2 separate regions of the Zea mays genome follow, and region 1 is linked to region 2. The links are chromatin contacts, called in public Hi-C maps. All regions are on one chromosome and are shown on one strand. Each heading gives the region's core, a stretch centred on a gene start, on an enhancer-like site or on the middle of the called end of the contact. The rest is flanking DNA. Distances are from core to core; before and after follow the strand shown. Region 1 holds the start of LOC100283749. Region 2 holds the start of LOC103631977 (indole-3-acetaldehyde oxidase-like).

Evidence for each region. Hi-C and Micro-C count contacts between places; a contact is called where the count stands out from the background.
Region 1: a contact with region 2 is called in a Hi-C map of leaf mesophyll, with 3 times the contacts expected there. The contact joins the promoter of LOC100283749 here to the promoter of LOC103631977 in region 2. A contact is called at or near these places in 6 of 25 Hi-C or Micro-C datasets (bundle sheath, ear, endosperm and 3 more).

The regions. Positions count from the first base shown.
Region 1 is chr7:8,233,281-8,237,552 of Zm-B73-REFERENCE-NAM-5.0, forward strand. It overlaps LOC100283749, which reads right to left and starts at 2,492. Exons shown (of 5, transcript NM_001156648.3): 1 at 2,037-2,492; 2 at 1,811-1,836. The coding sequence starts at 2,161. It overlaps LOC100284563, which reads right to left. Exons shown (of 4, transcript NM_001157458.2): 4 at 3,696-4,272. The coding sequence ends at 4,114.
Region 2 is chr7:7,741,757-7,745,899 of Zm-B73-REFERENCE-NAM-5.0, forward strand. LOC103631977 (indole-3-acetaldehyde oxidase-like) reads right to left here and starts at 2,368. Exons shown (of 10, transcript XM_020540976.3): 1 at 2,034-2,368; 2 at 169-1,947. The coding sequence starts at 2,223.

The DNA.
Region 1 (4,272 bases), core at 1,242-3,741, 490 kb after region 2:
ATTACCCTTGTCTTTAATGGTAGATGGCAGTAGTTGTTTTTCATTATAGGGAAAGAGTTTTATATGCAATAACTTCGAGGGGGGGCAAATCCAGGCACTAAAGGCACACACAAACCCGAGTAAACTAGATTACAAGGGACAAAAGCCCAGCACCGAACTACTAAGGAGATTGTGGTATGTTATCCCTTTATACAAGACTAGGTTCTCTTTGATCCGTTCAGCTCTTTCCAGAGGTTTCACATGGTTTAGATAGCTAGGCCATTGAACGTTCGCTGCGCTCTTTTGGGATTGAACTCAGGATGTGCTCCCAACATTCTCCAAGAGCTGTGAAGTTTGGCTGTTGAGTCCCATTAACATTTATTAAGTGTCCGGAAGAAGTGATGTGACACCGGACCTCTTGCGCAAAGAGATAGGCAAGGTGGTAACTGTTTTCTACTGGGCAGTTACGAGGCGCAGAGGTGTCCTGATGTGGCCAATCATGGAGGATTTTGTTTTGGATGAGGATCTAGGTGAATATTTTGCATTTGTTCTATGTGTGAACCCACCAAATGATGTCCGTTCTAAACCGGTTGTAGATGACTAGAAATTGTGCCCTGTAGGCCGATTTAGTGCTGTACTGTCCATTTCCAAATAATTTTGTCCTCGATCTCTGTACCGTACTAAACCAAGGCAAGCCTTACGGCTACATTTTGCAGATGCTGCGTCCAACCCAGGACCTTTTGTCATAGTGGGAAGGCTCTCACCGCTGTGCTAGGCCAGTCTTCTAATCCTATTTCTATAACAATATAAAAACAAATAACATAGTTTTGCAAGCATCAGAACACTGAACCAAATATGCAGCATGCTTCTCGGTGCAAACCCAATGCAAAGGCATGAAAAGATTTGCAGATATAGCAAGCAAACGTTTCTATGCATTCATGGAGCCCGAGAAATCAACAAGCGTTCATAGTTCGAAAATCCAAAACGGTGAACTGCTAATATCCACATGGTGGAATTGACTACATAGTGTGAGCTTTTAATATACTACACAAAAATAGCCACCTCCAATTAACAGAAAACAAAACTGTAGCAGATTTAATGATCTAGCTTAGTGGGTGTTTACAGTATCATCATGCAAAATTTGTTGATCCCTGATTAATTGAAACCAAAGCCAACATGAAAGAACAACTGATAAGAACAATCTAAAACAGCCCTGATGTGCCCAAATGAGTCTTAGTTCCTGTGCAAAATTAGAAATCAGATAGTATGCATAATTAGAAAATCCAAATGCAAACTTCTTATATATAGTGGCAGTTTATGCACCACAGGTGGAACTGCCTACTTAGTGGGTGCTTTCAGTATACAATGAAAAAAACTTGTCGCTTCTAATTAAAAGTAACCAAAACAGTACTGGATTTACAGCTGCAGCCTAGTGGGCGTTATTCTTACCGCCATGCTAAATTTGTCGATTTCTGATTTAACTGAGACTAAAGCCATTACAGAATTTCAGCTCGAACCTACAGCTCTGAAGACATGCTCCAAAAGACAACTTCCAACGGATAGCTAAAGAATTGCATAACAGAATGCTCCCCCAAGATTGGACATGAAAGATTAACCGACAGGAACAAGCTAAAACAGCCACGAGGTACCAGACGAGTCTCGGTTCCTGTGGCACCCAAATATCTTAACGCCCCATGAATTTCTACGGTTCCACCTGCACAATTCCGAATCAAACTACCTTCAAGCAAGTAACGACCACACAGCAAGCACCAAATGAGCAACAGATAAGAGAAGGGGTCAGAGGCTCAGAGCTGAGAGCTGGGAATCTCACCACCGTCCCACGGCGTATCATCCGGCCTGCGAAACCACACGAACCTCTCATCAGCACAACGAACACAAGAGTAAGAACAAAAGGAATAGCTGAGATCCCGTCTCCCTCCCCGAGATCCGGAGTCCCTCAATCAAACCCTAGAACAGGAACGGGATTAACGGACTCCAGGGGGGGCGTTTGTGGGGTAACGAAATCGGGGGAGGGGGGAGGGGAGGGGACGGGCTACCCGAATATGACGGCGTTCCAGAGCATGATGTTGTTGTCGTGCGGCGCGCCGCTGATCCCGGCGGGCGGGTCCTGCTGCAGGCGCCTGAAGTCCCGCATCAGCCGCTTCCTCGCCGGCGTCGACATCTCGTCCACCGCAGCCCGGCGCCTCAAACCCTAGCTACGGTCTCGATCTCTGGCGGAACGCTCGCTGCGTCCCGCTCTCTGGCTCCTTGATCCCGCGACCCGCGGGGTTGCGTCTGAAACCAGAGAAGCTTCGAGGGACGGAGGGAGACAGTCAGACAGAGAGAGAGGAAAGGAAGGTGGGTGGTGGGTGGAATGGGTGCGCGTGAGAAAAGTTTCACGGGGGAAGAGTGGAAGCTGCGACGCCCACGCGGGGCGGTGGGCCCTCCCCTCCTCGCGACGTATAGCTTCGTTTCCAGGCGCGAACCCGCTCGGAAGTCGGAGCCGCTGATGCGCGGGCTCCTCGCGTTTACGACCCCACCACCAGCCAACGTATACTGACACTGTGCTCGGGAATCGCCGCACTGCCGTTGCCGTCCATGTCGCTGACAGGAACAGGTGCAGGATGTGGACCCATGTGTCAGGGGCATTCCTGGTAAATTCGTGGCGATCTATAATACAGCCGATGCGTGGGTGGGAATAATGCCACTGGACCCATGCGTCAGTGTCGCGGAAAAGAGAACTTGATGAAAGCGGAAGGTGGGCTGTGGTGGGGGCCAAGGGTGGGTATCGAATCTGGTGGGCGTGTGGTAGCGCCGTCCTGCTTGGCGGCATCCGTGGGGCGGCACCGCGTATGTATGTGAGGCTGTGAGCAAAAAGCCTGGCCACGCCCACAGGAGACTCATTGGCCACGCCCACAGGAGACTCATCCGTGAGCCGAGCCGAGCTGGCTAGAATAATGATGGATATTGGATAATTTTATAGATAGTCAGTTTGTTTCTTAACGTTTAATATTAAATATATTGAATAATGATGGATATTGGATAATTTTATAGATAGTCAGTTTGTTTCTTAACGTTTAATATTAAATATATGACAATTAATAATTTAGATTACTCATAATGATGAATGATATCTATATATTTATATTTATATACTAATAATTCATTAGATAATGCAATTATATATATCAGGGTGTAGCTCGCGAGCCAAGCCGACTCGCGAGCCACCTTCGAGCCGAGCCGAGCCTGTCTCCCCAGCTCGTCAAATGGGCAAGCCGAGCCGAGCTCGGTCAGCCACCGAGCCACACCGAGCCGAGCTCGGCTCGTTTCCAGCCCTATGCCGCACCACTATTCGGCCGAATTCACGTGTCAACAAATTAACTCTACCGTAACAATGACAATGATGAACATTTACTACCCGTCTGTAACAAATTTACATGTCAACAAATATGTTATCATTCCTTGAACATATCATTATATTAATAAAAGAAAAAACGGTCCAAAATACAAGGAAAAAAACAAACCTCTCGTGGAGGCCACCAAAGGACAATCCTATATATCATCACCTCTCAACATTGACAGATGACGATACTTGCGAACAGAAATGTAAAAAATCCAAACAAACAAAAAAAACTTGTCACCACTATATCTTTACAGCAAAATTACTCCATCTACGAACCATCTCAACAAAAATGTAAATTCCATGTACTTGCCAATAAACCAAAAATATTGTCACCTTCACTTTTGCAGCATAACGAATACATATAAGAATCACCTCCTAATTGACTTATGATACCTTCCAGTCGAAAGAAGAATACAACAAAATCAACGGATCCATATTAGTAGCAGACAGCTGCTGGCCCGCCTGCTGCAAACACCAGTTGCCAAGACACAAGGCCACCATGTTTATCGTTGACTCGTGAGCATTTGCAGGGCTGTCTACACATCGATTCAGTAACTGCTCATGACCAAACAGTCAACTAGTTACAAACAAGACGGCAGGTAAGATGTAAGGAGCATGATGAGATACAGCTAGTTACAGCTCCTTCAAATTGTTTTTTCTTCACATACAGATGATTGCCATCGTCATTTACAGAGCAAGAGCTGGCTAACCATGTCAGTTCTGGGTTGACCTCAGGTTCTTTGCCTAACCCTGCGGCAACTGGAATCGCCACCGTCCGAGAGCTGCCCACAAACGCTCTGGCTCTTCCCAACACTGCTGCACTGGTCCTCACACCCTGCAACAGTTTTCAGTATCTCTGACTGGAGAGATGGGCAGTTGTCCTTGAGGTA
Region 2 (4,143 bases), core at 1,118-3,617:
TATTGAGAAATACTTCAATGATACGATAAATGTTACCAGATGTCTTCATATTATAATAGACAAATTAGTTATGAAGTATCATTTGCATGACCACTTGTTTAGTACATGTTCTGTCACTTATTCTTGTCTGTAGGGAGTGATTATAAAATACAAGTGCAAAGTGCATACCAGAGGCTTGGAGTTCTGCTCCAACCTTCTTGGTTGGTATGCCAACGGGGAAATAGTCTTTATTGATTTCAATAATCTGATTTGAATATTCAAGAATGCGTTCATTGGTACATGAACCGGAGTTCACATCAATGACCTTTTTAAGTGAAACATCAACATGTGCATCGGGTCCACAATTTGGATTTCCATTGGTGCCAAAAGTTGCATAGCCATTAAGATGAACTTCCTTTACAGTCTTCAAAGTTCCTTCAGTTACTGGGTAAAGAAAAGTAAACAGAAAGGCAACTGCCAAGCTTGACCTATAAGCAGCATGCCTTGTGCCTTCTTTAGGAACAATTGTTTCCTTGAGACGTCTACATGCTTCAAGTAGCACCGATGTAGTAATAGGTTTACCCACTAACAGTTTCTCAACATTCCTAGCCCTGATGGCATGTTGGCTCCCATATGCACCAAAAGCCAGACATATCTCTCTCAATATTAATCTGCTTGAAGTTCCATCTGAAGAGACCTGAGCCAAGAAAGCAGAATTAAGATATGCAACTGCATTGCCAAGAGGGCGTGGAGCAGCTCGGTACGTCTCAAACAGCACAGAAGTTCCTGTCTTACTTTCTGTCCCAGCCATGGTTTTATCACCAGAAAATAGGCCACCAATAGGAGTCCAACGAGGAATGCAAATGCTTAATAGCAGTGTCTTGTGATCGCAAGGTGGCATCTGAAGGAAGTCCTCCATCATGACAGTCAACCTTTTTGATGATGCCTGGATGCATATCGATGACCCAGCAGCAAGAAGGATCGTTGCGATGTCAGAGGCAAACTGGTCCCTCTGTGCCATCACCAAATTTCCACCCAAACTTGCAGTGTTCCGGACAAATGGAGACGCCACCTTTTCCATATGATCAGCAATCTTACAGAAGATTACATCATTGCAGCCACCAGCTTCTACTCTTAAAATCTCAATTGCCTGAGAAATCGTTACTGCAGCTCCAATTTGAACACCATTGGCTTCCTTACTAACCGAATTCAGCTCCGGGATGCATCTGAGGTCGATGTACCTATCATACACCTCTGTTTCTCTGTAAACGCCTGAAGCTGTGTTCCCCACAACCACCTTTGTTTTACTTTGGTCAAACAACTCAGAATCTACCAGCTTATAGTACTCCTCCACGCTCCGAGGCCGGTGCCAAGTGGTGGCACTTCCCAGCAATGCCGGCGGTGTGTACTGGTCAACCCCAGAAGAAGCTCTGATCTCAGCCTTGAGGAACTCCGGGAACACACCGATGCTCCCCTCGTCGTACCGCGGCAGCTTGGAAGCATGGGCGTCCCCCTTCCTCCAGAAGGAGTTGAGGCCCAGGTCCTCCAAATCCACGTCAGCCGCGAAGCTCTTGCAGGCGTCGGCGATCGGGCGGTACCCCGTGCAACGGCAGAGATTTCCCGCCACGGCCCACTCCGCCTCAGCCGCCGTGAGCCTCGCGAACCCCTCGGGTGGGGCGGGCCTCCTCCCCGCCTTGGCCTTGGCCTCGGCCTCGGCCCCCGCGAGCGCGGCGGCGAGGGACATGCACACCCCGGGCGTGCAGAAGCCGCACTGCGAGGCGTGGAACCCCGCGAGCCGCTCGTGCACGGCGTGGAGGCGGCCGCCGCCCCCGAGCCCCTCGGTGGTGGTCACGGCGCGGTGATGAAGGCCGTGCACCAGCGTGAGGCAGGAGCTCGCCGCCGCGTGCGACACCGCGCCCGAAGCCGCGTCGTAGGCGGAGAGGAGCACCACGCACGCGCCGCATCCGCCTGCAGAAATGGGCCGTGAAGCTCAAAAGCCGCGGAACGAAACGGAAGAGCGCGGGGAGAGGGAGGAGGAGGGCGGGGTGACGTGCCTTCGCCGCAGCCGAGCTTGGGCCCGGTGAAGCGGGTGCGGGTGCGGAGGAACTCGAGGAGCGTGGTGCCGGGGTTCACGTCCCCCTCGCGGAGCTCAACCCGCTCCCCGTTTACAGCCAAGACCGCCGCCGCTGACGCTGAGGGAGAAGCGGTCGCGGTCGCGGTCGACGGCGAGGGCGAAGCAGCCATCGCGGCGCGATGTGGGGGCGTGTGCGTGTCGGAAGTCGGAACCCGATTCCCATCTGGGCGGCGCCCGCAGCTTGCTTATCTACTGGGAGTACTCTACTAGACTACTAGCACCGCCACTCTCGCAGCTTCGCAAATCGCAAGCAGGGTCGCTGTCGCCGAGAAATTCCAAAACGGAGAGAGAACGGGCATCACGGGAGGGCGGCGTGCCGGCGTGTCGCGCGCTCGCCGAGCGCCACGAGGGTGACGCGGCGTGAGGCGACGGCTCGCCGCTGCCGCTGACATGCGGGGCCCGCGGGTGCATGGGCGGGTGTTAATGGGGTTTGGTTTGTTTACGCGAGTCGGCGAGTGGCTTTTATGAGTTGTTTGGCTGGTGCGGTGGTGCCTGGTGCGCGTGCGTGGATTGATCGGCACGTGAGGGGAGGGCCGGAGGGGGTCCCCGCCTCCGCCTGACTCGGCAGGCCGGCCATGCTCCGGCCACGTGCCGGTGCCGCCGCCCAAACTGAGGATATTTTGGTGGCCGGCAGCCCAAGCGACGGCCGACGGGACTGACATAGTATCGCTACGTCAGCGATCTCTCTTTTCTATCAAATCTCCCCGCAGCTCTTAATCTATCTTACAGGTTTCTTTCTTCGACAGTGATATTTGTAGTAAATTCGGAATAAGTAGAAAGAGAAATCTCTTCAGATCATGTTGACAAATGACACGCAAGAAGTTCCAAGCGACCCGGACGGGACCACGCACTCGACAAGTCTGGAGCAAGAGAAGAAAGTTAGTACTGAGTTCATCAGCACCGTCCAAACACTATTCGGCTGATTTGTTACGCACATAGGCACGCTCACGCGAGCATGTCCCACCAGATACGGTGGTTTCCTGAGTATAATAGCTTGTTTTACACCCGCTTAGGTAGCCTATGTCTTCCGTATGCACAACTAAACATAGGTATAGACAGTCAACGCACACAATAGACTAGGACGAGACTACGCAGACAACCAATTAAGTCGTATGTAATCAGGTCGAATCTAACTCGGCCGAGTTTGAAGCTATGTGTCTGAGGGTCTGTTCGGATCCATCTGGTGCCAGCTAATTTTAGCTCCTTGGGCTAATAAAGTTGGCCAGTTGTTAGCTGGAGGACTAATAAAGTATTTGTTTATTAACTATTTGATCTTGCTAATAGGTGTTAATAGATCATGACAAGAGAAAAAGACATCTATTAATCAAGACTCCAAACATATCATGGCTAATTGTTGCTAACTAATTATTTGCCGGCTAGTTATTAGGGACTGTTTGGATCCGTGTGGCAAATAGTTTGCCGTCTATTTTTAACATTTTAGTCTCCAACATAAACTGGTTAATAAATTGGCTAATTGTTAGCCGAAGCAAATTATTTGCCCATTAGTCATTTACCCTTGCTAATAGGTGTTAATAGATCGTATAAAGAGAAAAGAACATCTATTAGTCAAGACTTCAAAATATACCCTAAATAATTGTTACTAGCTAATTATTAGTCACTAGTCACGGACAAATAATTAGTTAGAAGGATACAAACATAGCCTTAGCCGCTGGCCAATTGAAGGATTCAAACACGCCTGAGTTTTGGACATGAAATCTTAGACATTTATGTCTCTGACTATTTTGCCTTGTCCGTAGCCTTTAAGCTAGGCCATCGGTATGTGGCCCCAAGGTGGTTATTATGCAGGCCAAGATGAAGGAGCAAATTGCCGATCTGAAGTAGAGCCTAGCCATCTTCAAAAATATTAGACTAGAAGAGGATCACCAACGAAGATTTGACCCACCAGATGGACTCGACCACCAAAGCCAAAGATTCGGCCCACAAGGCCAACGACTTAGTTCAGTACGAGCAAGTACGACTTTATCTCTGACTTGTATAATTTTATACGCAAAATTTAAAACCTCTGTATT